Regions from separate parts of the Xenopus laevis genome. Here region 1 is linked to region 2. A link is a contact called in public Hi-C data. All regions are on one chromosome and are shown on one strand. Each heading gives the region's core, a stretch centred on a gene start, on an enhancer-like site or on the middle of the called end of the contact. The rest is flanking DNA. Distances are from core to core; before and after follow the strand shown. Region 1 has its middle 44 kb from the start of LOC108699279. Region 2 holds the start of LOC108699276 (matrix metalloproteinase-18-like).

What was found. Hi-C and Micro-C count contacts between places; a contact is called where the count stands out from the background.
Region 1: a Hi-C map of the XL177 cell line shows a contact between it and region 2, with 7 times the contacts expected there. The contact joins the enhancer-like site here to the promoter of LOC108699276 in region 2. A contact is called at or near these places in 2 of 4 Hi-C or Micro-C datasets (the XL177 cell line and the XTC cell line).

What each region holds. Positions count from the first base shown.
Region 1 is chr8L:109,471,235-109,475,414 of Xenopus_laevis_v10.1, forward strand. No RefSeq gene overlaps it. Among protein-coding and RNA genes, the nearest start is that of LOC108699279, 44 kb to the right of the region's middle. Within about 2 kb of position 2,152, at least 1 of the 7 cell types and tissues checked has an H3K27ac peak or open chromatin away from gene starts, as enhancers often do.
Region 2 is chr8L:109,326,714-109,330,967 of Xenopus_laevis_v10.1, forward strand. It overlaps LOC108699276 (matrix metalloproteinase-18-like), which reads right to left and starts at 1,823. Exons shown (of 8, transcript XM_018231261.2): 1 at 1,520-1,823. The coding sequence starts at 1,735.

The DNA of each region.
Region 1 (4,180 bases), core at 902-3,401, 140 kb after region 2:
ACATCCTGGCAAGTTAAGATGAGGTTCTGGGTAAATACTTATTCAGTGTCGGATTTGGGTACCTGAGGCTCACCAGAGAATCTCACCTCAGGGGGCTACAAAACACATAAGCACATCTGCTGCTGCTGTGACTCCCACCACCACCCCTCACCACATTCCCACTATGTACAAGCACAACCGGTCTGTCTCTACAAAATATGGGGTCTAAGGTGAAAGTAGGGATGCATCGAATTCAGGATTCGGTCAGCTTTTTTAGCAGGGTTCGGATTTTCCCGAATCCTTCTGCCAGGCCGAACCGAATCCGAATTTGCATATGCAAATGAGGGCAGGGAAATCTCGTGACTTTTTGTCACGAAACAAGAAAGTAAAAAATGTCTTCCCCTTCCCATCCCTAACTTGCATATGCAAATTCGGATTCGGTTCGGTATTTGCCCGAATCTTTTGCGAAGGATTTGGGGTTCGGCCGAATCCAAAATAGTGGATTCGGTGCATCCCTAGGTGAAAGTAAAGTTTGGGGTGTCAACAATAATTACCCAGACATGCAATTTCTGCAGTGCGATCACTGCAGAAATGGATAATAGCCATTAATGTCAGACATAGCAGAAAGAAATGGCCAATTAGCATATTAAACCCAGACATGTCAGTAAGAAATGGACAATGACCATATTAATCCCAGACATGTCAGTAAGAAAGGGCCAATGGGCATATTACCCCCTGACATGCCAGTAAGAAATGGCCAATGAGCATTTTAACCCCAGACATGCCAGTAAGAAAGGAATCTCATATATGTCAGTAATGAGCATCTTGATTCCATACGAGGCAGGAAGATCAATGGACAAAAAGCTTAACCACAGACATGCCAGTATGATCACTGCATAAAATTATTCGATTGAAAGCATTACCTGACCCAGTTAGAAGCAGAATTCAACCAGCTTTTCTAAAGTCTTGGCTCTCCATGAAAGATTAGTCAGGCAATCTCGCTTTAAAAAAAAGAAAAGTCGCCATCGTTTTTTTTTTTTACAAATGTAATGAATTTCCGTCATACAGGGTATGATGTAACTGACATAAGAGTGAGGAAGATGTTGCTTTGTTTTATCAGTTCGCCTGGTCTGAGGTGGCGAAGTAAACTCTGGCGAAAGAGATAACGTTCAGTAAAATTCGTATCTTGCGGAGTAACGACCGTTCGCCAGAGAGCAAAGTCGCCTGGTGATAGGGTGCGAATTAACACTAGTGACGGTCTTGTTCGCTAGTGAAATGTCCTCTACGCCTGTTAGTGAATTGGCAATGTCTCTGCAGATGTGATTTCTGGTGAATTGACGCTAGCTTCGCCCACTTCGCACTTTGTGTGAATCTGCCCCTAGGTCTTAATCACCCAGAACACTAATGCTACTCGCCGTAGCTCTATAATGAGTTTAGCGACATATACGTAATGCTATTTTGAAGGTGTGCCACTCCTTGATCCCTAGAAACTGACTAGGGCCCTGACACCTCCAGCTGAAAAGTTCCCTCTGGGCCTCGTTCTTACTGCATCTCCCCTGTGGCCTCCCTGCCCTCCCATTTCTCTTTCAGGGCCGTGTCTGGGGCCTAGGGTTGCCACCTTTTCTGGAAAAAAATACTGGCCTTCCGATATATTTATCTTTTTTCCCTATTAATAACATTGGAATCAACCGTCATTTTTACCGGCCAGGTGGCAACTCTACTGGGGCCAGAGAGGAAGGTTGGGGGCAGCGTTGATCACTCCTATAATTGCCCTTAACTGTATCAAAGGGTCAATCACACTGTATGACACACACAGGACCGATCCTTTAATCATTGGGAATCATTGTTTTTTGTAATAAATAATTAAAATATTTGTGGATAATATTTGGTGGTACTGCACAGTTAGTACAATAATCAATCACTTCACTGATACTTCAATTCATCCAATTTCATCCACCCGATGATGCTACACAGGTATAATATTTGCAACACCCAGAGCTATTACTCCTTTATAGTTGAACTAGTTAGATGGTGCTTTTCTCGAGGAATCTCCTATTCCTGAGTCTAACTGAATAGTTAATTAGCAGTTTCCTTTAGATACAAACAGCAAGGCTGCACTCAAACCAGTGTAGCAAGCAGCATGCAACTAATTGCTTAATCTCCTTGCCTGACCTGGATATGTTTAGTATGCAGGGCCGGATTTATATACCAGACACCCCTAGGCTCTCTGACGTTCGCCGCCCGTGTCCTCTCCCTTTTATTCACTCAAATTTCCATTGTCTTGACCGGAGCAATGGGATTGGTGCATAGGAAATTAAAAAAACTATTTTATCTCCTGCCCATCCTCAGTGTTTCTGAAACCATGTGGGTGTGGTTGGGCAGCATGCCGCCCCCTAAAATCCTGCCGCCCTAGGCCTGGGTCCTGGTGGCCTTTCCACAAATCCGGGTCTGTAAGTATGACAGGAGTGAGAGGAAAACAATAACCCATGGTAAATATTTTTAGATTGTAAACTCTATTGAGCAGGACTCTCTTTACCTCTTATATTAGTTATTGGTTGTATTTTTGTAGGTAGTCTGCATGTTCAGTGTATACACCCAATAGTTATACACTTCTGCAGAATATGTTAGCGCTTTATAAATACATGAAAAATGACAATAATAATAATAATGTGCACTCACTGATTTTCTTCCTATGTTCTACGTCTCTAGTTTTTCCACAGCTTGAGTAATGCCACCTGGTGGAAGATCTTACAACTGCGTGATTATTAGTCTGAGTTAGAGCTAGCTTTCATTTGAATGCCTGCATTTTCCCAATGTACACTGCAATGCAATATCCTCCACGACTTAGAAATTATAGCTATATATAATATATATAAATGAAATTTTATATATATATATATATATATATATATATAAAATCTATGTAAATCTATTATCAATTAATCATCTGAAAAAACATGGCATAAAGATTTCTAAATGCTTCCATTGCAAGCTATCTTGCAGTAGTTGCATTTCCATTACTGCCTTACAGGACTGACCTGCCCAATAAGGAATTTTTCCTGGTGAGCCTTGGTCAGGGGACACCTGTCTCCCTTTCTGGAACAGAGCATCAAGGGCTCTTACTGACGAGCCTTTTTAGCTGCGCTCCCCTGCGTTCCGGTTTCATGTGTTCAGCCGCAGGGGTGCGCAGGAGTAGACGCACTGAATTCTTTTCAATGTCGCTGTACTCACACAAGCGCATGTAAGCGGCGAACACAGGTTGGGATGCAGCATGTTGCATTTGACCTGCGTTCGGCACTTACATGCGTCTGTGTGAGTACAGCGACATTGAAAATAATTCAGTGTGTCTACTCCTGCGCACCCCTGCGGCTGAACACATGAATCCGGAACGCAGGGGTGCGCAGATAAAAACGCTCGTCTGTAAGAGCCCTAAATCATGACATCTTTTCCAGGTTCCGCTTGTTATTTTTATTTATTCCCAGCTATGAGAAAGATAAGAATGAGTAAAGCTGGCCATAGACTCAAAGATCTGCTCGTTTGGCAACATCGCCAAACGAGCGGATCTTTCCCCGATATGCCACTAACGGCATGGCTATATCGGGGGTAATTCGAACATTCGGCCGTATGGTGGGGCTCTGATGGGTCGGTCGGGTAAAAATCAAACCTTCCCGATCGATATGGTGGCCAGATATCAATCGGGAAGACCTGTCGGAAGCCCCCATACACGGGCAGATAAGCTGTCAAATTGGTCTAAACAACTGATATCGGCAGCTTTATCTGCCCGTGTATGGCCACCTTAAGTTTTGGACTCAAGATGGGGTAAAGAATAAAACATTCGATACCTGTATGCAGGCGAATCCAAGCAGTGTGCTAATTGTTTGTATTAATGTAATGCAAGAAGAAAATGTTCATAATGATCACGATAGTGTCCAGGGGCTTTCCATGAGATAAGGTACTCTCCCACAGAAAGCTTTATGGATCTGACTTTATCTTTTACAATGGAAATGTATTTTCTTATTGACAAGAGCATGTTGTAGTCTTGGTATAATGGAAAAATAATTACTAATTATAGTAATTACTTTTACAGGGAAATGGCCTGAGGCAGAGGTAGGAGAGGGCGCCACTAGCTGCCATGTCTGGGGTAGACTGGGGTGGCTGTGCTGTACTGCCTTAGCACTCACAAATCTCCCAATTACCTCTG
Region 2 (4,254 bases), core at 573-3,072:
TAATGCAAGGTTTGCCATTCAATTACAGGAATTATATGCCTGAGAACTGATAAGGGGTTTTGTACCAACAAAGATGGTCAAAATCATGGAAAGGTCTGGTGATTCCATCCTCGTCACACATGAGATATTAGTTGTTATATTGTATATTGATCAATATTGATTAGATGGAGAGAAAATCCCATTGGCTGAGGTCCCACAACTATTGGCATATTATTAGCAAGGGGCCAAGGCTCAGATCAGGTATAGATCCACTCACTTGGAAAACAGCCCAAATGATAAAATCTTTACATATAGACAGGGTCGGACTGGCCCGGCAGGACACCGCTCCCTGTTCAGCTGGCCCCATAAAAAAAAACAAATTGCGGGGCAGAGTAGCGTTCACGCATGCGCACATACGCGCCACCGTTCATACATGCGCACCACGCATTGGCGTTCGCGAATTCACATCGAATGCGCTGCGAGGGCCCCGGTGGATTAGAACCTGGTGGGCCCCCAATTGTCCAGTCCTACTCTGCATATAGACATAAGAATGATAGGGAAGCTTGGCTGAGGCAGAGAAAACCAAACAACCCCAATGAACGTATACAATGAAATGTAAAGGTGGCCATACACTGGGAGATCCATTCGTTTGGAGATGTCGCCATATTGAGGTGGGCGATATCGGGCTGATCTGATTGTGGGCCCAATGGAGGCGATACAGGTGGTTGGATCGTGGGAACACATCAACGAACAGATGCGGCCGTGATCCAACAGGATTTTTTACCCTGTTTGACTTTCGGCCAGATATCGATCTTGGACGCCTGTCGGATGGCCCCACACATGGGCCAATAAGCTGCCGACTCAGTCTGTTAGCAGCTTTTATTGGTCTTGTATGGGGTCCTTAAGCCTAATGGTACCCAAAATAACACCACCATTAATGCCTGAGCTAAAGCCTGAACAGGGTAACAAAACAAACGTTTTATAACATATACTCCATATAACATGGAGTACAAGCTGCCTCAGGTAGAGAAGAGAGGGGAACTACTTGCTCTCGGCAATCCCATATCATGTACAAAATCCAAAATATATATAAACATTTATGAATGTTTAATCATCTGCTTTAATACCAAGGGTGTTTTAGCCGGTCATTTGCTTAAAGGTCTGTGTAGAACAGAAAACCAAAACCTGTATTTCCTAATATACTTGCAATTCACTTTGTTTTCTTCCTCTGTAAGACAGGGGGTGCTGTGCCAGTACATTGCTTACGTTAGACAGTGACCATATTCGTATTATTAATGCAGTGGTTCCCCACCTTCCCTTTGGGGGACCTGGAGTAGCAGGGGGCTCAGTCGCAATGGCAGTAATTGGTCACCTGCCCTGCAGTTTCCTCACTGAGTTTGGCAGAAACACAAATAATATGACAAGTCAATGGGGGCAAATAGCTTGTGTGCTGCAATAGGAGGGAGTAATGAGTATCCGCCCAAGAAAAGGAAAAGTCTGAGTAGAGAAGTGGCACATGTTTAATGTTAAGAGCACTTACCGCTGCCAACTTAAATTGTTCTGTGTCTATCTGGACTGGTCCTTCTGGTTTTGTGCCACGGGGTTCCAAATTTGGGGGGACGTTGACCTCTGGGGAAGGGGTAGCTCTAAATTCCACACTATCAGATTCTTCTTCAATTGGTCTAGTGGATCCTAGTGGCAAAATAATCAGCCAAACTGTCCAAACTAAAGCTAAAGGGACACGTCTTCTGGCCATCGTGCTCCTGCTCTGTGACTGTACCTCGTTACTCCCAGTAGGACACTGAGCTCTTCTAGCTATCCATTAAACCTGTTCAAACAGGCCTTGTTATTTCAGCAAGAAAGATAGAATTCCATGGGATAATGACCCCTTACCTCCTGCTTTATCCTAAGATAAAGCAGACACTATACTGAATGGGCTAAAATACATGCACAACCCTCTGCTGCTTCTGTTTAGGGGGCCCATGGGTGGAGGGGGTTCACAGGTGACCCACCACATACATGAAATCATGGGTCACTTGTGATTTTTGTTTTGTGTGTGGCTGGTTGCCCATGTTTTTTCGACTGCGGTGTGGGTCCCAGAAAACAATTTTGCAAGGAGGCCTGGGACCCAAACGTTACACCACTAAAGGAAGTTGACCCATGCGGCTCGCTGTATTTGATGTAAAGTGCCTAAGCCAAATGCAATCAAAGTCCTCTGAGTACTAAGCAGGGCTGGTTTTAAAGAAGGGCAGAGAGAATTTGCACTTGTTTAGAGCATCACAGGAAACCCCTGGGGCAATGATTGTAGATTAAAGTGCAAAGTGCAATGGAAGACATGTCCTGAGCCAAAGTGATAAAGGTTTATGGGAGTTGGAAGACTACAGTCTACTAGTGATGTACGGAAACATCAAAACCATATCTGACCATAACGCACCCTCGACCTGCCCATCACTGACGTCACCAGAAGGGTCCGGTGGATGGACCCTGAGCAGAATAAGGCCTGTCACCCGCCGCCTGTGATGAGCCTTTTTGAGAAGGAGCAGCAGCAGATAAATGGCCCTAATTAGATCCAATCACTTCTCCAGATTCCAGGAATTCCAGCATCAGAATTAATAGTCCCACATTCTGGCAGCTGCAGGGAGAAGATAGGAAAGTCTGGTTCACTAAGTACCTATAGAGCAATATAAAAATAGACATTGGGGTAGCACTGTATAATTATTTTTTATCTAGGAACCAGATAGATGCTGAAATGCCAAACTTGTGAGCTACTTGGAAAAAAGCTAACTCAAAAACACAAAAATGTAAGACAATGAAGACCGACTGAAAGTATCAGAAATGATTTGGTCTTTCAATGTATGATCAGAGGTGACTTGTAAGGTAATGCCTCTTAAATCCAGCTCTATATCTATCTATAAAGATCTCCAGTCCCAGATATCAGAAAAAAAGGATCAGTCAGGATGTGCAATACCTTAAAATATTGATCTTTGGACCTGGTCATGTATTGATTTAAACAGTTTTTCATGATATATATGAGAAGTTCTGAGAACCTGACAAATCCATAAAGGAGAAGAATAGAATGAGAAAAGAGATGGGGAGAACCATAGAAACGACAGCCTTTGGGGTGCAGGAGGGAAATGGGTGAGATATATGAGCATTGCTAAAAGGATCCGATTAGTCAAACCGTGAATTTCATCCTCATGTCTTCACATTATGAAACTTTCATCCATGGAAACATTTCCATGTTTAAAACCAATAGGTGTCAGCAGAACCCCATATTGAAGGTAGAACATCTCGGCACCATGAGCCAGATTAACACACTGAGTCAGCATATACCCATTTGCCTTTCTCACACCCAGAGTGTTATGATAGCAATCTCATTTCTCCTCCCTGAAAGAGCCACCATTTACTCCACAAGGTAGAAGACAGGCTGATCCTGCATTGCCCTGCTGGTGTGTGTGTTGGTCTTTGTCCTCCAGAATGCAATAATGCATGTGGGGTTAGAATTAGAAGATATGGTCTGATAGAGGGTCTTGGATTAGGAAACAGCAGTGCTGATATCGGGTTGGGGGGTTGACAGGTAGGCCCAGGCTCTGGCAGCTGTGCTGATAATGAACTGGGGGGTTCATAAGGAATAGGCCCAGCTCTGGTTTCACATGGGCCTCTAATTATGCAACGGGTGACAATTAAAACCGGACAACACACCAGCTCTTCTCATGTGCCAATATTGATATACAGACACCAAAAGGTTCATACTCTTGTTTTATAACACCTCTCTTCACTGTTTGGTTGAACCATAGGGTGCCAATAAATGCATTATGCTATTATGGTAATTAACTTGTTCAAGATAACAGTTGCACTCTTAATGGCAGAAACAGTGAACCTCATATTTTCCAATCATTCTGGATCCTATCAAACAATAATAGCCCACTTTGTATAACTCGACAATCTCAGGCAGTTTCCACCTCGTTCCAGTTCTTTTCTGTAATACTTTGTTTTTCTCCGGTGCCATGACCTTTTGTTCTCTTTGCAATCTGATTTTAGTTCAGGTCACCCAGTGAAGGCAGCACTGTGTAAAGAAGCCAACGATCCTCAGGTCCAAGGGCCACTTTATAATCCTCGGTTCACAATATCTGATCCTTCTATTACTTCTAACACCATCCATGAGTTTACCCTTGATTGAATTCTCCATTTTCTCACTACCGATCTCAAAGCCCCTCTACTTTTTTTTCATAATTGTTCTTATTTTCCATTTATGTAACTTCAAACCTCACCTCT